Linked DNA regions of Zea mays: region 2 is linked to region 1. A link is a contact called in public Hi-C data. All regions are on one chromosome and are shown on one strand. The core of a region is the stretch at or near the end of the contact, and the rest is flanking DNA. Distances in the headings are between cores, read along the strand shown.

What was found. Hi-C and Micro-C count contacts between places; a contact is called where the count stands out from the background.
Region 2: a Hi-C map of bundle sheath shows a contact between it and region 1, with 2.2 times the contacts expected there. The contact joins the promoter of LOC118477033 here to the promoter of LOC100283801 in region 1. A contact is called at or near these places in 3 of 25 Hi-C or Micro-C datasets (bundle sheath, ear and leaf).

Annotation. Positions count from the first base shown.
Region 1 is chr4:245,729,428-245,734,289 of Zm-B73-REFERENCE-NAM-5.0, reverse strand. It overlaps LOC100283801, which reads right to left and starts at 2,183. Exons shown (of 1, transcript NM_001156700.2): 1 at 992-2,183. The coding sequence starts at 2,004. The coding sequence ends at 1,414. It overlaps LOC100272658, which reads right to left. Exons shown (of 16, transcript NM_001147116.1): 12 at 4,642-4,862; 13 at 4,446-4,525; 14 at 4,081-4,207; 15 at 3,855-3,998; 16 at 3,057-3,565. The coding sequence ends at 3,380.
Region 2 is chr4:245,901,620-245,906,393 of Zm-B73-REFERENCE-NAM-5.0, reverse strand. LOC118477033 (tyrosine-sulfated glycopeptide receptor 1) reads right to left here and starts at 2,398. Exons shown (of 1, transcript XM_035967560.1): 1 at 1-2,398. The coding sequence starts at 1,927.

The sequences.
Region 1 (4,862 bases), core at 934-3,433:
GGTCGCCGGCGCTCAACGACCTGCAAGGCGCAGCGGCAGGGTGCTGCTTGGGTGAACGTTGCACCAATCGACAGGCAAGGACAGCCGGCGCGGGGCGGAGTTCGCGGCCACCGTTCAGCGAGCGACGGCGCCACACGCTGCCGTCCGTCCGTCCGTCCACCCGTGCCGTGCCAGGCTCTCCCCCTCCCTAGCTACATAAAGCACATGCCAGAAACAAAGGTCCGTGTGTGCCGCGTGCGTGCGTGCGTAGCGGAGCACTCGGCTGGGAGCGAAACTCACCTTTCCCCGACCCGCGTCGAGCCACCGTCACGACCCACACAGCACAAAACGTTGTAGCACCTGCACCACTCGTCGGTCCGCCCGGGGGCGGGGTCCGTCGTCCGTCCAACCAACCAATCGATATCAGCCGTTGGAGTGGACGAGATTTTTGCCGGCCCATCCAACCGCTGCCGCTGCACCACACCACACCACACCACACCACAGCACTGCGGCAGCCGGCAGCCGGCAGCCGGCAGCCGTGCAGCGAGCGCATGCCAATTGCCATCGCCCCCCAATCGCAGTCCCGATCCGCGGCGCACAGCACAGGCTCGTCCGACGGCAACGTGTGTCCCCAGCCCCGGACCCTGACCTGATGGGGTTTTCTGCCCGCTCTGCAGAGTGCCGCAACGCGTCCCAGCCCGGATCAGATCTCAGATGCTATCGGCTGGCTTTGGACTGAAGCCGATCATACTCCTGGAAATCCTGATTCCACTCGAGAACTTCTGCAGCTCTGCTCTCATGAAGGACAGGGCACACAAGTATATCAGCTTGTTCGCTGCGGCTTGCTGCGGCTGCAATCCGGCTGCGGCTACGGCTTCTACAGTATTTTTCTCTCTATGGATTGCAGCTGCAGCAATCCAAACAGCTGCAACAGTGTCGGCTTGCAGCCAGCCGAACACGCCCTATATCACAATCGAAGTAAGTAGCAGCCAGTAAGTACACAGAAGCAAGGTGTCTGTAAATCACTCTTAATTCCATTATCTCTTGAGAATTACAGCAAGACAGACAGTATTACATCGTGCTGCTGCTGCTGCTGCTACAGATACACACACAGCAGGAGGAGACAGGAAGGTTTCGCGAGACCAGGCTCCCTCCACTCCCCACGGATTACATAATGAGTTATTCACATTATCACAGAGTAATTACCGAGTCTTGGCAGTGGTAAAAAAAAAGAGAGAGAGACTAAAATTATCAATTTCTATGGAGAGAATAGCAAAATAGCACGATAGCACTTCATGGCGGGGTGGGGTACGCACGCACGCATTGCTCCGCTCCGTTCCGCCGGATCAGCGTCGGCCGGCCACGCGAAGCGAGCGAGATATCCTGGGGGCACCAGTCTGGGGAGGAGTGGTTGCGGGCCTGCGGCGGCGGCGGCTAGAGGCGGAGCAGCGTGTCGCAGCGCCAGTCCATGTCGTCGGCCGCCGGGTCCGGCACGTTCAGATCGAACGGCAACGGCGGCGGCGCGGCGGCCTCGTCGCCGCAGCCCGGACCCGACGCGCCGTCCTCGCAGAGGACCGACGACGAGGAGCCGCAGTAGCTGCGGCAGTCCTCCTCGGCGGCCGGGGCGGCCGCGGCGCGGAGGATCCCGGCGGGCGCGCCGCCGCCGCCGCCGCCGCTCCAGGACTCCACGGTGCTGCTGAGGCTGGACGTCGCCGCGCCCGCCGCGGCGGCGGTTGAGGCGGGGAGTGGCGGCGGCGGCGCGACCGCGGCGGAGGTGGGCGCGGAGGGGAAGTTGGTCCGCGCGGCGGCGCCGCGGATGGTCCTGGCTGCGGCGTCGTAGGCGCGGGCCGCGGCCTCGGCCGAGTCGAAGGTGCCCAGCCAGATCGGGGTCTTCCTAGCCGGGTCCCGGATCTCGGCCGCGTACCGCCCCGACGGCCGCCGCCTCACCCCGCGGTACTTCACCTCCGGCCCCGCGTCCCCCGGCGCCGTCGGGACCGGGACCGGCGGCAGCCTCGCCCGCCGCATCCCGCTCCTCCACGCGCTTCTTCTCCTCCTCCTCTTTCTTCCCCTCTGCCCTGCCCTGCCCTGCCCTGCCTGCCTTCTCGTGCGGCTTGTTGTGCCTTGTCCTCCTCCTCCTCCTCGGCGACTCCGCGTTTGGCTTGGCTTGGCCAGGCCCCGCCCCGCCCCCCGAGTGGCCTTTCCTTACCTTTCCTCCCGCGCCCGCGCCTGTTTGGTCGGCACGGCCCCGCGGAGGCTGACACGCCGGGCCCGCCACGACCCGGGCGCCGCGTCGGTCTGTCGGGTTGATTTCCCCGACCGCGTCACCACGTCCACGTCCCGGGGTCGGTCGGCTGCCTCTGCCTGCCGCGCCTCCTCTCAAGCCTCGCCAGTCGCCACCGCCAGAGGCCAGACCCAGCGGTGTGGTGTGGTGGGTTGGGCGCGCCGGATTTTAGCGATGCCGATGCGACGCTTGCCGGCCTGGCCTGGGTGCGCCCGAGCGTGTCGTGCTGGTAGCCGCGGTGCCACTAGTGCGGGGGCGGCATATTCGCGCCACTGTGCTGCCTGCCTGCCTGTGGCTGTGGACACCGTCAGTTTAGTGCTGCCAAACGGGAGCTGAATCGAGCTTGTTTCACTTCTTCCACGTGCAAAGCTAAGCCAAGCCAGTGCGGTAATTAAACATAAAAACTAACCGCCATTTACCTGTCTCACGTCCATGTTCTTTGACCGCTTTGGAATGCGTGTAATCCACCAGCTCATCTAGGATTTCTGGGAAAACAATATCTAGAGGTTCCAGTAATTTTTTCAAAGAAAAAAAAAGCAGGCCACCAAGGGAGAGGGACGGACGACACACGGCCCCACTTCAAGGGCGAGCCCATTATCATGTGTGTGGAGTCGGCCAGACACCGTCCATCCAGGTCCAAACGATCTGCCCCGCGCTCGTACGCAAAACACCACCAGCCGGGACACCACAGGGCAAAGGCAGCGGGTGCGGCGCGGCGCTGGTGCGTCACGCATCGTGTGCCGCCCAGGCCCAGCAACGTCACATGGTCTCAAGCTATCATTGCACCGTATCGCTTCTGCCGCCTGCAACTCTCTTTTCATCTCGTCACGAGGGAAAATGTATCACAGCGAGACGGCACGGCAACGGTGCCGCAGCAGCTCCTTCGCGTGCAGAGAGCACTGACGCCGAAACCAACACAGGCTATGCGCTGTGGCTGTCCGATCTGAACCCTCATGTGTCCTCTCGGTTTTGGCACAGCTGCGGACAGCTAGAAGTAGTGACCCGTAACCGTCTAGGCATCTCCCTCCCAGGAACGTCTGCCTCGTCCGTCCGCCATCACCGGACGTGACAGCTAAGATAATCTTTTTACAACCGACGGACGCGAGAGGTCAGATCAGTTCACTCGTACGGGTTCCGCAAGTTCTTGAGGAGCTCCGGGATGTCGTGAGCGAGCATGTCGTCCACCGCCTGCACCATCTTCGGCTTCAGCTTCTCGAACTTGTCGATGCTGTACCCGCCCAGCACCTGCTTGAAGTGCTCGACGTCGGGGAAGTCTCCGGCGGGGAGATGGTATTCCCTCTGCACCTGTTCCACCGGACCACGAGTATCAGCCAAGCAGAGGGATGTTGAGCAAAAAGAAAAGAGGAAAAATGACAGTAACTTTGGATTTAGGTGCGACCAAATCAAGGTTAGTTGTAGACGAGTTATCATATACCTGCAGCCTACCCATTAGTAACCCCCCAAGAAAAAACTTTTGCCCAAAAGCAACATTTTACTATTCAAATGATCAATCTTATCAAGAAAATCTTCTGCTGAAAATATGAAATTAGACCCCAGTCATAGACATACGAGCAATCAAGTTATGTGTAAGTACCTTTGCAAACTCCTCGTCTAAGTTGTCTATGAGTCGCTGCTGAGCCTTGGCTTTTCCCATCATTGCAGGCATCTCCTTCTTCAGATGGCCAATTATGTAAGCATGGATCTTGGCAGCTCGGGCACGCTTAACAAACTCATTGACCTGGAAGAAACGGTGCTGTCCGTTTCAGAAATCCAGTACAGGAAGGGAGGATTCTGACAGATGACTCAACATTTCAACTTACCCGTCGATCACAGGCTTTCTTAGGAATGTCCTTCAGGTCACAGAGGAGGTCATCTTGCTCCCTCTCAAACAAGTCTTTTCCAATTGGCCCAACAGCTGAATCATTCACTGGCTTATCATTAAATGATCTGCAAATAATGATTCCAAAGTGACAACCCAATTAGTTTATACTCTGTTGAACAACTGCTAACTTTTGTGAAGATTCGGCTACAACCCAATGCAAATTAGATATATATTTTAATTTGAATTTTGAACCTCCATCAACATGCATATATTTTTTTACTTATTGTACAAGCCTTGTAACACGTCCATTGCTCAAAAGTAATAGAGGAGTAAATGTAACAAATAGCAGGCATAAGAAAGTACCCGATATACACACGCACAACCTCAGGAGTATTTAGCACTTTCCCAAGAGACCACATCAATGCACCATACACTCTCATAAGCTGTAGCGCAGAAGACAGAAGAAAAAAAATTATTCATCATAATAGACCTTTTAGCAAACGAAATAAAGGATAAGCATAACAGGTCATACAAATCGATTGCAAGGAAAAACTTGTACCTGTTGTGTGTCAACTTGGTCGGCCTTGTTCAACACTACGCGTATTTTGTCATCATGCCCACGTAAAGATGAAATGACACGTTTGAACTCATCACTTATATCAAGCTTGTGAGGGTCAAACAGAAGAAGGATAAGGTCACACTTGGCAGCAAACCATGAGGTCACACCAGTGAAATCATAGCTACGTTGGGTCCGTTGCTTTTCCCCAGAGAGAACACCAG
Region 2 (4,774 bases), core at 1,149-3,648, 170 kb before region 1:
CCGTGAGATCATTGCTGGATAAATCAAGCACCAGCAGGTTTGTGAGATTGCAGATAGATGTGGGGATCGGTCCGGTTAAGCTGTTGGAGCTGATATCAAGTGAAAGGAGGCCTTTCAACTGACCAATCTCTGGGGGAATCTGACCTGTGAATCTGTTGCTGCTTAGATTTAGAACTTTAGGAAAAGCAATCGGTATGCGGTACTGACGTGATGGACCATCATAGACTGGCAGATCGAAAACGCTTGCGTCCAAATGAGCTGCAGTCCTCTCTGAAGTTAGCATTGGTATACTCACTACTTCTTTCGGAATTTCCCCTGTAAGGCTGTTGTTTGATATGTCTAAGTAGAAAAGGTACTCCAGTGTGTGGATCCAGGTTGGTATGGGTCCACTGAGTCGATTGCCATCTAAGAACAACATCTCCAGATTTACTAACTTCGATATCCAGAGAGGTATTTCTCCTGACAGGAGGCAGTTTCCGATGTCCAGAACCTGAAGATTCTCAAAACCGTAGATCACGGCATCATCCGGTATGGTTTCTTCAAAGAAATTGATTCCAAGAAGAAGCGTGGTCAGGTTCTTGGAGCTCCTCAGTATCTGAAGCGCGTTTGTTATATTTGAAAGGCTGTTGTTTGTAAGCGACAGGAACGAGAGGGACTTCAGGTTGCCTAGCCCTTCTGATAACTGTCCATGGAACTTATTCGAAGCTAGCCGCAGCGCAGTCAGGTTTCTACAGGAGTATATGCTCTCCGGAATCGTGCCACTGAAGTTATTCAGCATGAGATCTATGGTTCTTAGACTGGGCATGTTGCTGAAATCAACCCGGGAGAGTTCGCCACTGAAACCGTTGCTCCTAAGGTCTAGAGTTATGAGATCCGTGCAGTTGCTCAGGGCTGGTGGCAGCTCCCCATACATGCTGTTATAGTCCAGATGAAGTTCTTGCAATCTCTTGAGCTGACCTATGGTATCAGGTATCTTGCCGCCGAAACTGTTGTCTCCTAGGTCAAGGACGACCAGATTGGAGAGCTTGGCTACATGTGCGCCATCGACTGTTCCATGCAAAAAGTTGCTGGAGAAGGAGAGGCGTTCCAGCGATGTAGCGTTGAAAAGCTCACGGGGGAGAGTCCCGCTGAGGTTGTTGTGGCCAGCCCTGAGTACTCTGAGCATGGAGCAGTTCCCAAGCCCTGGGGGCACGCCGCCACTGAACTTGTTGTAGCTGAGTTCGAGCACGGCGAAGGACGGCGCTGTGGCACAGAACTGGTCCGGGATCTGCCCGGTCAAGCTGTTGTTGCTGGCGTTCAGCGCGACCAGACTCCGCATCCTCTCCCACGCCGTGGACGTGAGCTGCCCCGTGAACGAGTTGCTCGAGATGTTGAGTACCTGTAGCTGGAGAGGCCGCTGGCCCGGCGCTGGAGACGGCAGGTCTCCGCTGAGCTGGTTGAAGCTGACGTCGAGGACGGCGACGCTGCCGGACGCCGACACCAGTCCGAGCGGCAGGTCACCGGACAGCGAGTTGTAGGACAGGTTGAGGCGCCGCAGGCCGGCGAGGCTAGCGAGGGACTGCGAGATGCGCCCCTCGAGGCCCCTGCCAGGCAGCGAGATGGCGCTGACGGTGACGGCTGTCCCGTATTGGTCGTCGCAGGTGATCCCTTCCCACTTGCAGCAGTCGGTGCCTCGCCAGAGCCCGGTGAGGCCGGCGTCGTAAGAGAGCTCCGCGAGGAACTGGAGCAGGGACGCCCTCTCCGGCTCCCCGCAGGCGCTGGCGCAGGACTCCCAGGAGATGGAGATGAGCAGCAGCGCAAGGGCGAGGGCGCGAGGCCGGTGGAAGGAGGTACGTGCAGTGTGTTCCGGTTCCGGCTCCGGCTCCGGCTTCTCTTGCATGAAACGTGGAGTGGCTGCATGGCTTCGTGTTGGAATTGGAACTAGCATGGGAACGAACCAGATGCCGCGCTGAAGCTGTGTGTCCTGCACTGCACTACTCCCGTCTAGACGAAGTATGTGCCAATGGTCTGTGTCTGATCAGGGAGGAGCAAGCAATGGGGGTAGAACCGTAGAAGTAGAAGGAGGAGGAGGCGCCTCTTGGTGGTCGTCCATTGACAGCCGTGGCCACCCAAAGAAAAATGGAGTCAACGATCAGATGCCCATAACACGGTGCTCGTTATGGTTCTATTTTATATACACCAGAGTACCAGACGAGAAGCAGCCTGCTGCTTGTTCACACTCCGACGTTCCATCGGTGGCGGCCGGCGGCTACCTGATCCATCTGAACAAGCATCTTGGCCTTATAAAATACTACTGAATTTGCCTTCTGCGAGTCACCAGGCCCGGCTGACTGGCTGAGTTGTTGCCGTTATTACAGACCGCCGTGATTTACCTGATCACATATATTAATATTTTATTTCTTCCTGTGGCAGATTTGACTTCATATACGGCGTGCCGTTTTACCAGCGTGGGTTGACAGGGAAAAGTTGCGTGTCCGGTGTTTTCCAAAGAAGCTGAATGCCTTCAGGATTTTCAATTGGTAAGACTATCTCCACTAGACTTTTTATTTCAAACTTCACTATGTAAACAGTGCAATATACAGTTTGCACTAGAGATGGCCAAACTGGCCGCTCGGCCTGGCCCGCCAGGCACGGTTAGAACACCGGGTCGGGCCGTCTACCTAAAAAGCGGGCCGAAAACGGGTTAAGCGGGCCAGTAAGCACGATTTAGTGTAAAAAATGGGCTTAACGGGCTTAGAGGTAAATGGACCGTGCCGGACTAGCCCACCGTGCCTAATTTCCTGTCCGAGCCCAGTCCGCTTATTCGTGCCGGGCAGGCCCGGACCCGTATAGAACCGGGTCGTGCTGGGCTCGGATCGGGCCCAAACAGCGGGCTTCGTGCCGGGCTCACGGGCCTCGTGCTTATTGGCCATCGATAGTTTGCACGGACGTTTACACGGCCTGTTAGAGTTGGCCTAAGGTTGTACCCAGCAGATCTCACTCAGGGTCGTGCCTGAGGCAGGGCGGGAGGGGCGGTCGACCTGGCCCCCATCTCCCAGGGGCCCCACCGTACACAAAGTCCAATAGAAATATAGGATAGAAACGGATATTATTTACTATACCAATATATTTTTGAGTTTGTTAGGAGAATGGATTGCTATCCCAATATATTTGTTGCTTATCGGATATTATTTACTATACCAATAACTAGACATCAGCTGAAAGGAGCTTCTCAAAGCTTAAGTTATTGAAGAATTATTTAAGGTCTGCAATGTCTTAAGAAAGGTTAAACGGGCTAGCAACTTTATGTATTGAGAAGAAATTATTAGATGATGTCAATATTGAAGCCATCATTGATGATTTTGCATCTAGAAATGTTAGAAGACATTTTTAAATTGATCTCTACAATATATTTGAGGTAATAATCTTACTTCTATTTTTTACTGCTCAAGTCTTTATGGTGTTAGGGTCTCTGTTTATAATCTTGTCCCAGGCCCCTCAAAAGTCAGGAACAGCCCTGATCTCACTTATTTGTACTGTAGCACTGTTTGCAGAGTAAAATTTAAGATAAGAGAGTTGCTAGAGATAGCATTAGAGGGCAGCGCAGGGAGAGAGCGTCACTATGCAGTGATTTTTAGGTCCATGATTGGCGCCGTGGTCAGGGTATCGACACGGTCTGGACTTTGGAGGATAGAGAGATATAAGAAAAGGCAGAGAGAGAGAGAGGTCGATGAAGGTGGCTGTTGACGGCGACCTGAAGCCCTGTCCTTGTGCGGCTGTTTTCCATGGCCGGCCCCTGACTCCAGCGGCTCATGATCATGTTGATGTGGATAATGATTGCTTGCTTGCTTGGCTAGTGGGGTGCACTTGCGCGTTTCATAGTGGATAGTGGTCGTCCCGTCCTTGTATTGCATGATGCTCTCTTATTATCTTTCGTGGTGTCGACTGCGGAACGGCCAGTGGAAGTGGACGGACGGATGGCACTAAACACTACTACTGTCCAGCCTGCTCAGCTGATCAGTGCCGAGCTAGCGCTGCGTCCCTTTCTGCGTCTTTTTCCTAGAAGAACACTTTGAGGTCTCGTCTGGCTGCTGCTGCTGCTGCTTGTATTCACACTCTATTTGTTTATCTTTCGCAGAAGTCAAATTGCAGAGGAACCTGCCGGGAGAGCATAGCAGGGTGGCTCCGGGACTCTCTGCTACCTGCAGCCAGGCAGACATGGAGATTGGGGTGGAAGCACGGGACGACAGGAGGACGCAGAAGAAGCCACGGGGACCCACGGCAACGGCATGCGCGTGTACGTCCAACCCCATGCGATCGGTCTCGGTCAGCGCGCTCTCTTCGTTGCACTTGCACGACTGGATGAAAGGATGCGCGTGGAGTGGACAACGACGGCCTTCCCGTCCAACCTTACCCATGCGTCGGTCTCGGTCAGCGCGCTCACGGGCACTGCACGACTGGATCTAACGTGGAGGTGTGGCCACACACACACCTGCCTAGCCCTTGATTCACACCGGCCTCCTATGAGTTTTTTTATTCTTTAATCCATTTTAAACATACTTTTTTTGGAAACCAATCTCTATTAAGATAAACTATCGCCCACATGTTTCAGTCAAGGCATCCATACAGAGCTACTCATTACTTCTATGCGACCGTTTTTAATGTAAACAGTTGTTCATGGTCATTTTATTTTATTTTTACTATTGCTTGATATGTCTTATTAAATTGCTGATAAGTTAGTGACATGAACTCATTTTGAATCATAAGAGGTGTTTTTTTTTTCTTTCGATTGTCC